Regions from separate parts of the Astyanax mexicanus genome. Here region 2 is linked to region 1. A link is a contact called in public Hi-C data. All regions are on one chromosome and are shown on one strand. Each heading gives the region's core, a stretch centred on a gene start, on an enhancer-like site or on the middle of the called end of the contact. The rest is flanking DNA. Distances are from core to core; before and after follow the strand shown. Region 1 holds the start of cd180 (CD180 molecule). Region 2 holds the start of pik3r1 (phosphoinositide-3-kinase, regulatory subunit 1 (alpha)).

The links. A called contact is a pair of places that touch in the nucleus more often than the background predicts.
Region 2: a contact with region 1 is called in a Hi-C map of muscle, with 5 times the contacts expected there. The contact joins the promoter of pik3r1 here to the promoter of cd180 in region 1. A contact is called at or near these places in 2 of 3 Hi-C or Micro-C datasets (both in muscle).

Annotation. Positions count from the first base shown.
Region 1 is chr1:19,330,808-19,333,507 of AstMex3_surface, forward strand. cd180 (CD180 molecule) reads right to left here and starts at 1,376. Exons shown (of 3, transcript XM_049474357.1): 1 at 992-1,376; 2 at 172-332. The coding sequence starts at 1,087.
Region 2 is chr1:19,495,583-19,498,282 of AstMex3_surface, forward strand. pik3r1 (phosphoinositide-3-kinase, regulatory subunit 1 (alpha)) reads left to right here and starts at 1,420. Exons shown (of 15, transcript XM_049474360.1): 1 at 1,420-1,736.

The DNA.
Region 1 (2,700 bases), core at 126-2,625:
CTAGAGGTGTACTGAGCTGTGGAGAAGTGGAACTGTGTTCTCTGAAATTATGGTGCTCCATCCAATATTTTTGGGTCAAGTTCAATAACTAACTAAATGAATGCAATCAGATTCTCACAGCAAGTGCCTAAAATCTAACAGAAATCCTTTCATGGACGTGTGATCTCTTACCTGGTCAGATCCAGTAAAACGAGGTTCTTCAGTCTCTGGAAGGTGGTGTTGTATAGTGCTGGCAGGTAGTTGAAGCTGAAGTCTAGAGTTCTGGAAGACTCTGAGATCTCATCCGGCACAGACTGTAGAGCCAGACCCCCGCAGTCATAACCGTCAGCAATCTAACAACAAGAACAAAACACAAATACACACAATTAATCATTTTATATTGTATTTTTATTGGTGAGGAAGCTCAGAACTCTTGTTTAACATCCCTGTTGTGTTCAGTTCACGTTACCAAGATCTGTGTTCCAGATTAAAAATGATCAGCTTACTATATAGCTAAAAAAAAATCATACCAATGCATATATTATCATCTAGTGTTGTGGTAGAACTTTAATCGATTCTGCTAAATAAATAAATATAAGAGACCACTTAAAAATTATGAGTTTCTTTGATTTTACCAAATTAAAACTATATATATATATATATACATATATATATATATATATATATATATATATATATATATATATATATATATATATATATAAGTTCATATTCATAGTTTTAAGTGTTCAGAAATTAATATTTGGTGGAAAACCCTGGTTTTTAATCACAGTTTTCATGCATCTTAATATGTTCTCCTTCACCAGTCTTACACACTGCTTTTGGATAATTTTATGCCATATCTGGTGCTAAAACTCCAGCAGTTTAGCTTGGTTTGATTGCTTGTGATCTGGTAAAAATCAAATGTGATTTGGTAAAATCAAAGAAACTCATCATTTTTAAGTGCTCTCTTATTTTGTTTTTCCAGAGCTGTATATATATATACACCTACCTGTATGCATTGTTTAGTGATCCAGGGAGTAGTCTGAGTAGAGGCAGCTATGCAGGAGAACAGAATCACAGTGCAGTAAGAGCAGGGGCTTCCCATGGTGTTTCCAGCAGAAAGATCTGAACAGTGGTGTGTGTTTGTTTTTATGATTTTGCGCAGTTATATGGAAATTTTGCAGAACTGAAAAAGAACCAGTCTGCGCAATTGTTCTCCATACAATCAGTTTGTTTAAACAATAAAACAGCTTCTGTGTTTTCCCCCCACATGATTTTGATTCTGCTTTTGGAGTAAGAAGAAGTAAAGCTGTGGTTTGAAATGTGCATGTGTACACTTACAGAAGTGAATATCAGCAGCATTTCTGTGATTTTCTGTAAACTGGGGGTTGCCTGGGAAATGAAAATGTGCATATTTACCAAGAATTTGGTAAAGAAGTTATACAGAATCACATTTATAAATCTAATATTTGGTAAAGTTATCCTTAACCTAAGTCTCATCGTGAGCCACATATTCTGTATTTTACAGCTTTATGAACATTGACTGTTTAAGCCCCGCCTTTTTACCGCCACTATGTTTATTCTGTATTTACCTGCATCTACAGCCAAATAACCACTGCCGAAAACACCTCAATACATATGTTAATAAGCACAAATCAGCTTGAATTTACATGACTTTTTTAATCAATGCTTTTTATTAATGACTTTTAGATTTCCATTAAACTAACAATAAAAAGAAACATGTAAAAAATTGTAACATTTTTTTTTCCCCAGGTTTGTTTATTTTTTTTTTTCATGTAATAATACAGAGCAAAATCCAATCCAGTCAAATAGAACTAAGCAGAAATCGGGGGAAAAATACAACAAAAAAGGATAGCTAAGACATATAGTATCCTAAAAAAGAAAAAAAAGAGAAACATATATAAAATAATAGAAAGAGAAACACAATTATATAGTAAATAAATAATAAACAGATTACTCAGGAATAACAAAGGATTGTAAGCTTCTCACATATACTTCCATATATTTCCATAATCCACTGAGAGTGTGAAGGTGGGGATGAGGATTTCCACCTCAGTAAAATTAAACGCCTCGCCATAAGTGTAGTAAATGCAATAAAGTCTGCTTTATACTTTGAGAGTGAAGTATCTATAGGTTTTTATTTTTATTTTTATATATATATATATATATATAAAAATACAGTACCAGTCAAAGGTTTGGACACACATTGTCATTCAATGTTTTTTTTTCTTTTACATACAAACTCGCTACATAGATTATAGTATACTATATCTTAATAATCTCCTTTTTTTTTTTCACTAGGGTGCTGTACCCCACACTGAACAACAGAGGGCACAGTCCCACTGTCCTGGCACTGTTCCATCTCAGGCTGCACACTGTAATGCAGGCCAAGTTACGCAATCCTTACATCCAATTGAGAGATAAAGAAGACACACAGTATAATCTACGTATAAATAGAAAGAAATCTTCCAGGATTACGATGTCACAGCGAGCAGGAGCGCGCTCAGTGCAGCCGGAAGATTACTGCGCATTCAGATCCAAATGTTAATACAGGGAACGTGACTGCAGATAGCACTTAATGGCTTCATGCATTCACAGTGCGTCGCACCGCTGAACGTAATGGAATTGTGTTATATTCCGCATGCAGCGCATCAATCATTCTGTTCACGAAAATATATAAATATTTATGCATAATCC
Region 2 (2,700 bases), core at 170-2,669, 160 kb after region 1:
AGTATGCCACCTTTGTGTCCAATGATTCTGAGTGGATTTCGGGCCTGATGAATGATGAATAAATGCATTAAAATAATACCTACATCAATAATAATTCTCATCATTTTACATTATATTTTATCAGATACAAATGATCCTCATCCAAAACAGTATTTCTTCTGCACATGTGTTAGCAGTGCTATTTCCACTATTGCTATTAGCACTGTTTTTCATTCCCTATTGCTTGCTAGTCTCAACTAGAATCAGCTGAGCCCATTGCATTTTTATTTTTTATTTAAATGCTGCACACACAGTTACAACATGGACAATATGAGGACATGTATGGTACAGAACATATAAATGGTAGACAAACTTTGTGAATTATTGTTGTTTTAAAACATTACAAAAAACAATAAATGAATACATACATACTTTTCATAAGATTTTGTTGTTTTGGTGTTATGTATGAGTTTAGGGGGATACAGAGAAAATAATATGAATAGAATATGATAATTGGGATTGGTTTTGTTCAACTTTTGTTCAACCTGAGCATGCAATTAACTATGGTACAGAATCTAGAAAAAGTAGATCAATTATGACAAACAGAATAGGCAAAGCAAAGACAGAAAAAATAAGCAACATACAATTAATAATAATAAGAGACTAGAAGAAGAATAAACCTATTTTCTGCAATCATTAGAAGCAGTTTTGTTCAACTTATTTTGGTAGTTGACTAATCTGATGATTATTTTTTTGATTAGTCAATTAGTCAACGATTATTTCTGCCATGTCCTTCATCTCTAAAAAACATAAAAACTGCTGAACATAAGTTTTGAAATGCAGGCATTTAAACGTCTAAATGTTGTTTAAATGTGGAAAGTACTGATATTTAGAGAGTAAATGTGTAATCTGTTGTGTTTGGGCACTTTTGGAGACTAAGACTAAGTGACTAAATTGAGTGTAACCTGTGAGTGAGCATTTACCCGTCTCCCATTGCACTTCTCTCCCAGGCACTTGTGTGTCGATTATATTGATTAATACTTATAACACCAATAATAAAATAGTTAGCAATTAGTTACATGCTCCATATATGTGTCCATAGTCCAGAAATAACAAAACATATATATCTTAGAGACATGGCAAATATTTGGTTTACAGCGAGAAAAATATTTGCTATTTTAAATCTTTTCGTTTCTAAAGAATTACATGCGGTACAGTTTCTTTTGCAGCCCACAGTGTAAAAAACCCAGTCAGCTAACATGTGGAAGTTACGTAACTTCTTAGGGACGTTCCCTGTGAGCCAGTTGCGTTGCGTGCGGAGCAGCAGTCCGCGCAGCGGCCAATCACGTACCGGCGTGGGCGGAGCCCGCCTGTCCGAGGGCGTGACAAGGATAGGCTGGGATCATGACGCAATTTGATGGACGTGGCTGGATTTCGGAGCGCCTGAGAACAGGTCTGGTCCGTACAGTCGCTCGCTCGGGCGGAGTCGGCACTGTAGGAGCGCGGACGAGCGTCTTCTTTAAGTTTCAAAATAAGTGCAAAACGCTGTTCGGAGGGGAATTTACTCGGCTTGTGGACGTTATTTCGTCGAAAAACGCCGTTTGGAGAGGATTTGGTCGAGACTCGGCGGTTGTGGATTCGTCAGGAGAGCTATATTTGAGAGCTAACGCGGCTAGCTAGGCTAGCTAACTGCCGTTTTTACGGGAAGGAAGGATTTTCGAGGGCCAGCTCTGACCGGACCGCTGCGAGTTTCCGAAGTGAGTATCACGGTTCATTGCACTTTTTTGCTCTCGTATATGCGTTTAATACGTATTTAAACTGATATTTGTTTTTAGTATTAGTTTATGTGTAAATATATCTTACTAATTCGTCGACGTGAGCAACTTTTACGTGTATAAATCGCTTGTTTTGACGGTTTTTGTTCGGTGTAACTTCGTTGTTCGGCTCATCTGGAACAGTTTGTTCCATTGGAGAAGCCCAGCAGCGGGAATGGGAATGGTTTAGTTCGTTTTAAAGATTTTAACGCGATTTCCTTTGCACTATTTTGCATTTTTAGTAGCTTTTAGCGTTACATTTGCTTATATTTAACGTCTATTTATAGCACTAAGTCTGCAAAGTTCTCACAAAGCCTTTGAGCTTACGTTAGCTAGCTTAGCTTAGCTAACTAGCACTGTGTGGAGGCTGGCTAACTAGCTAACCTAACTTGGTGAGCATGTGGCTACTAACTAATGTCCTCTAGCGTTGAGTTTATCTTATACCACAGTAATCTTTCTGCCTTAAAAGTTCGATGTGCTTTATAAACGTTCTTATTTCCATACACCCCCGCTCTTAGTACAGAGCTATAATATCCTGAACACTCTTAATCCTGCATGGTAAGCTAGCCAGAGCCCGTGCAGGCTTCTCAAATGTCTTGCTGGATTTCTCAGGCGTCATTTGCTGTATCTCATTACACAGCCTACGTAGCCAACTCAGAGACATACATACATGTTAATTGTAGGGGAAGTTTCTGAATGAGAAAATTCAGAGCTTTTTTAATGAATTCAGGAAAGGAGATTGATTGTATATCAGAAAAAGTCCGTGTACAAGTTTAAAGTTACAATGTTTGTCATTTGCACATGTCAAGATATAACTTAGCCGTTCCTAGCTATGTGCATTAAACTGCTTGTGATAGTAGTTCATTACTGTACATCAGGATTACACCAGCGTGCGGAACTATATAAT